Regions from separate parts of the Rattus norvegicus genome. Here region 1 is linked to region 2. Evidence: chromatin contacts called from public HiChIP or PLAC-seq data. All regions are on one chromosome and are shown on one strand. The core of a region is the stretch at or near the end of the contact, and the rest is flanking DNA. Distances in the headings are between cores, read along the strand shown.

Region 1 (3,224 bases), core at 262-2,761, 530 kb after region 2:
ATCACAGATCAACACATCAATGGTGAAAGAATGGCGTCTAAAGTCTGCTTTCAAACACCTCCCATCATTAAGAACGACTGAACCTTCCACAGAGCTGATAATGTTTTATTTCGCTTCAATTACTTCACATTTTGGTGGTCTTCTCTGAGCTAGAAGGGGGTAGGGTATAAAAAGCTCTATTGCTTTAGGATTCTTTGATGCAACTTCGTCACAGTTCATCTGGGCTTTTCCACTCCTTTGAATTCCAGAGTCACTCTTTTGCACCTTCCCTGATACTTTTCTGGCAAGGCGCTGGCAGGCTTGCCCAGCTTCCCACTTCTCTTCAGCGGACACATGCCACGACCATCTACTCCTCTGATGGACAAAGTTCGGGGAGCCGGGAGAGCTGGCGTGGGCCCTTCCATGCTCCTCAACCGCCGCTCATTCTGGCTGTACACCCCGAGCTCCGGCTCCTTCCCTCCAGCGCTTGCTGTTCCAGCCTGGCGCTCCTTGGCTCGCCGAGGGCCCTGCGCCACTGGGGGCCGGGGGCGGCCCAGCACCGGGGGACGGATGTATTGCGGGTTCCAAAACAACACGGCAGGGGAGGCGGCCGAGGAGGACACTGAGACTGGGGTGGGAGGAGGAGGTCGGTGCCGGGGCTGAGGGGTTTGAGGAGAGTTCGGAGGGCCCGGCCACGCCCAGCTCTGCGGGACGGCGCCCACGCTGCCGCTCAGCACGGGCCCCCACTGGCTGCCCGCACAGAGCCAGGCGTCCTCCTCCGTGTAGTTCTCTGGGGTGCAGCTTTCGGGTTCGGAGTCGGGCTCCTGAGAACAGACTGGGGACGGCGGAGGAGTGACAGGGGCACAGAAGTAGGGGAACAGAAGCACCGCGCGCAGCCGCCGCGCAGGAGAGCAGTAAGGTAGCCGGAGGGGCAGCGACATCTGCGGGCCGGGCCAAGCGGGGCTACGGGGAGGCCGGCCCTGTGCACGCTCACGTCCCGCGCGGCGCAGCTACAGCCATGGAGGGACCCTGTTTCGAGTCGTCTCTGGCCTCGGGAAAGTTGGACGGGCACTCTGCCTGGAATCAAAAGGTGGAAAGGAGACCCCGTGAGGCTGTGTCCGCACCAGGGGGCAGGGAAGGGTCAAAAGAACCAGTTTCAGCCAGAGCGACCAGAGCAAGCCATTGACACTTCAGTCCCGGGAAGGGTTAACCGCGTCCAGCTGCCTAGGTTTACATGTAAATAGAGAGCCGCTGCTCCAAGCGGGCCCGGGCTAGCACTTTTAAGTTTTTGATTGGTTGCCAATGACATCACCACCCGCGTTCTAACACACCAAACCCACAAGCGCGTCCGAGCCGGCCTCCATCCCAAGGCGAGGCCTCGCCCCTTTCTCCACCCTCCTTGGCCTCCTATTGGTCAGAGACCACTGTGATGTAGCGGGCGGCTGTCTCTGGGTCCTCACTGGCGCATTGTGCTGTCGCTCGGAGTCAGCCCCGCCTCCTCCAAAGCTTACATTTACGCTGTAGCAAAAGAGAAAGTAACTCTGTGTTGCTGCTGGGGATCAATGAAGCTGAGTGAATGGGGGCGCACTGCGCGAGCGCATAGCTGAAGCGGGCGCCAGATGGTAGAGGGCTACGCTTATTGATGAAGTAAGTGGAAGACATTACGGTCACTCAGAGCTGGAGGGCGGAAGGTTTTGTGTGTGTGTGTGTGTGTGTGTGTGTGTGTGTGTGTGTGTGTGTGTGTGTGAGAGAGAGAGAGAGAGAGAGAGAGAGAGAGAGAGAGAGAGGGGACTGAGACAGAGAGAGATAGACAGAAACAGAGACAGACCCACATCAGGCAAGGAAGATCCTAAGATTTAGGTTTTTGGGTCTGTTTGCCCTGGAATGAAGGGGGAAATGAGTTTTGGTTTGGTTAAGGTGCTTTATGGCAGTTTTCAAAGCCCAAGGCTTTGCTGATGCTCTGTGGTTGCATGGAAGAGAGATGCTACGTACCCCAGGAGTGGGGAATTTTTTCTTCAGTCCATGTTAGTGATGGAAGGGAGATTAGCAAGAAAGCGGGTAGGGGGGTAGTGCTATTTTTTTGTGGGAGGTTTCCCGGGCCAAACCGGATGGGTTTGGAGCTATCTGCTGCAAGGATGCAGATCTCCGTGCACTCTGCCTGTGTGCGAGCAGCACAGTGTAGAGGTACGGGTCCCAGCCTGTGTCTCTGGAAAGTCGTTCCTGGGTCCCCCTCCTAGGGAATGGGCTACTGATCCTGGATGTCCCTACCAGGTAGCACAATAGCAAAGACTTTGTCTGCATTTATGGTCCAGCCGAGACACAGTTACAGTTTCTGGAATAGTACTCGCTATGAAAAAAAAAAATACTACGCAAAGGAGGCAGGGAAAGAGGGAGGGAGGGATCCTTTGCTCCCAACCAAAGGTGGGTGAGAGAAACCGGAGTCAGTGGGGATATGCCTACACGGGTGGGTACGTGCTCCTGGGTGCGCGTGTGTGGATTTTCGCTGGTGACAATTTGGCTCGGTCTCAGAGAACAGTGCCGGTCATGAATAGACCGATGATTCTTGATGTTTTTCCAGACAGCTCTTAAAGTTCCTTTAGATGAGTGGCTTTTGCTTGGGGTTTGATTTCTCTATTAGACGAGTCAGAATTGCTATGTTATAGAGTGGCCTTCTGCCTGGGGGGAGGAGGTAAGTGACCCATTGCAGGCACCCTTGGAGGAGGCAGAGGTAACCCCTGTGGGCACTACTTCCTCGCTTCCCAATTAGCCTGTCTGTAGTAAAGGGACAAGTGAGGTGGCTCTCATCTTTGCTGTTTCCAAGAAGAATATCAGTACAGGACTGAGACATTTTTTACAAGTTCCCACTCCCATGGAGATGTAAAGTCTGCACTGCACTACCCAGGTGAAACTCAAGGGCCCCCCCTTTTTGCATAGGGGCACAGCACAGAGAGGGGTAAGGACAAGTGGGGTCACAGAGGAATGGGTCATGGGCCAGTTTCGGTTGGAGTTCGCAGACCTGACTCCCTTGGCCACTTGGTTTTTGGACAGTTATTCATAGTATAAGGGGAGCATGCAGCTTGATTTGATTTGGCAGAGGCTAGTGTAAGCTTTGAATAGGACGATGTTGAGCTTTTCAAAGGACTCGCCAGAATGGAAGGCACGATTAGCTCCTAGCCATGGAGATTGACATAGGAAGACACATTCCTTCAGATTTGCAGAAGGTTGACATCCAGCCCCTCATGTAA
Region 2 (2,788 bases), core at 24-2,523:
GTTTAGGAGGTGTGGCCTGTTGGAGGAAATAGGTCACTGGGGGTGGGCTTTGAGAGTAAAAATGCCTTGCCTACTTCCTGTTTACTCTTTGTGCCTGCAGTTTGAAGATGTGAGCACTCAGCTTCCTGTTCTGGCCACCAAGCCTGCTGCTTGCTGCTATATCTCCTGCCAGGACGGATTCTTATCCCTCTGGTGCTCTGAGTGCAAATAAATGTTTCTTTCCATAAGTCGGCTTGGTCATGGGATTTTCATCACAGCCATAGAAAAGTATCTAGTACATATGTCTACTCCCACAAAGGCCTAACATAATCCTGAGAGTCTCACAGAGATAACTCCTCATCGTCCAAATGCTTGCTATGTTCCAGGAAGCTCTCTGGGTGTGAGGAGTTAGATCACTCAGAGCTCAGAGGATGTCTCCCATGCCCAGTGGTCTTAACAGGTTCTGGGAGGGCCCTATGATAATGGCTGAATCTGATGCCATCCATTTCAGGGTAGCTATGCTATTCTCTGTCACTTCTGGCCTCACCTGGGTGGCAAGTGCTGTCCCTGGGCATTCCAAGGTATGTCTTAACCCATCACCCATTTTTTTTTTTATCTCTCTCCAGTAGAGAGCTGCAGTTCCCAGAGTTGGCGTGAGGTCATAATCCTACACAAGCTTCTCAATGTGTGACTCTGAGCAAATGGTTCTTTAAAAAAAAAGCATCACACATTTCCTTTTTAGAATTATTTATGTATTTGCCTATCTATTTATGTGTGTCTGGATGTGAAGGTCAAATGACAACCCAACAGAGTCATTTCTTATCTTCCACCAGGTGGGTCCAGGGGACTGAACTGTAATGACCAAGTCCTGGAAGGATATGACGGTACCCTCTGAGCCACCTAGGCAGCCCCCAGAAGATGGTTCTTCACCCCAAGGTAATAACCAGCTGCCTCGTTGGAGCCAGGTGGCTGCAGTCAGGAGTGGAGGAACACAGCTGGAGGAGCAAGGAGCAGTTGTAAGGATGTGGGAGCCAGGAGAGGTTAACTCTTTCTCTCACAGCTCCCGATCTCCGACACATCCAGCCCTCTGGGCTGACATCCTTAGGTTTTTATATTTTGACTGAGCAGCAGGATTAAGTGTGCCATCAGGTAGGAGACAGGACTGGAGGTGAGTCGGCTGACATTCTCATCTGCATGCAGGGATAAACCGTCCTTGAAGCTAATCCACAAACTAAGGCACAGAGCTATTAGGCAGAACTCTAAGCAAGGGCTTTATTGGACAAAGCGTCTGCGGTGGCTCTTCATGCCCGATAGTTTTGGAAGGACGGCTGTGCATATTAATCCCTTCCCTTGGCAGACCGAAAACCCCTTGCAAGCAGAATCAGCCTGTTTTGCAACTTGCCAGGATCTGATGAACTGAAGCCATGATCATAAGATTCATTTTGGAGGGTTAAGCTACAGCTTTCGGGGAGCCCAGGACCTCCTCTGACTGCTGTTTCTCTTCTGGATCGAATGTCCTTGTTCTCTGTTTCTTTCTTTGGCCACAGGCAATGGGAGTCTTCAGTTTGCTTCTATACAGGGCCGTGGGAAATTAGTCGAAACGACTGAAAAGCTCTCCACGGCCACAGCTGGCACAAGAGCCCTTACTGAATATTAGTTTGGAGGAGGCTCATCAACTCAGACAAGTTCCCCCTGTACTTATTTATTTTTGGCTTAGTTCTTTTCAGAAGAGCAAGTGCTGGAGACATCGACAGACGTGTGAGCCATTAGGGTTTCAGCGGGAATGTCCCCACAGGTTCCCACGTTTGAGCATTTGCTTGCCAGATGGTGGCACTGTTTTGGGATGTTGTGGGTCTTTTGGGAGGTGGAGCCTAGCTGCAGGAGGCAGATTTCTGGGGGATGGGCTTAGCTCGGGGTCCCATTTCTGTGCTCATTTCAACTCGATGATCTGACCGAGAACAAGCAGCCTCATGCCCCCACCAGCAATGGCACTGATCACTGCCTGCCTTCTCTACCATGATGGACTTGAACATCATACCATGATCCAGGAGAAACTCTTTCTCCCCTAGGTTGCTTCTTTTAGATACCTGTTCCCAGCAATAGAACAGTGAGGGTGGCTGGGGGTGGGGTGCTAATGCTGGGGTCTATGTTAGAAGGAAGGGAGAGTTGGCATGTTGGCCTTTTGTCTTGGAGCAGGGATGTGTTTGGGTTTAACTCTTGGTGACGGTTCTCCTAAAGGAAAGCAAAGTCCATTCGGGAAACTAACAGTGAACTGTTACAATCTCACCCACTACCCCTAAGTGCTATTCTGTGATGAGAAGTCTGTGCTTGTAGTGGTTTGGAAAGCCTGGAGACTTCTAGGAGAATCACAGTTCATATGACAGTAAGTTAAAAGTTCTGGGTTCTCCTGGCTGTAGTCATACAGGCGTTTAATCCCAGCACTCAAGGTCTCTATGAGTTCCAGGCCGGGGGAGGCTATCTAACCATCTTATTTCCGGTTCCTGAGAGTGCTGGGATCATAGACACTTGCTAACAGGCCAGGCTTCAGTTAGCTGAACCAAGGGTTTTTCTTATTTGATTGTAAACATGTTTTTACCATTTTCTTTTTCTTTTTTTTTTTTACACAAACAGCACCTATATTTGGAGAAATTGAGTTAAAATAAGGGAAAGTAGTACAAATTGAACTTCTGCAGGTACCTAGCCAGGTACTTTATAGATGTCACCTTCTGTGTATTACTTTCCCAAGTGTATTGGCCTGTTTTGTGTCAACTTGACACAAAGCTAGAGTCATCAGTGGAAGGAGCCTCCA

Evidence for each region. HiChIP or PLAC-seq counts read pairs in DNA pulled down with a chosen protein or histone mark.
Region 1: a contact with region 2 is called in an H3K27ac HiChIP or PLAC-seq map of oligodendrocytes, with 15 times the contacts expected there. The contact joins the promoter of Dusp10 here to the enhancer-like site in region 2. A contact is called at or near these places in 10 of 12 Hi-C or Micro-C datasets (the A7r5 cell line, the Rat2 cell line, Schwann cells and 6 more) and 1 of 1 datasets of contacts at active chromatin or transcription factors (oligodendrocytes).

What each region holds. Positions count from the first base shown.
Region 1 is chr13:98,144,382-98,147,605 of GRCr8, forward strand. Dusp10 (dual specificity phosphatase 10) reads left to right here and starts at 1,512. Exons shown (of 4, transcript NM_001105734.1): 1 at 1,512-1,626.
Region 2 is chr13:97,617,203-97,619,990 of GRCr8, forward strand. No RefSeq gene overlaps it. Among named protein-coding and RNA genes, the nearest start is that of Hhipl2, 32 kb to the left of the region's middle. Within about 2 kb of position 1,274, at least 17 of the 93 cell types and tissues checked have an H3K27ac peak or open chromatin away from gene starts, as enhancers often do.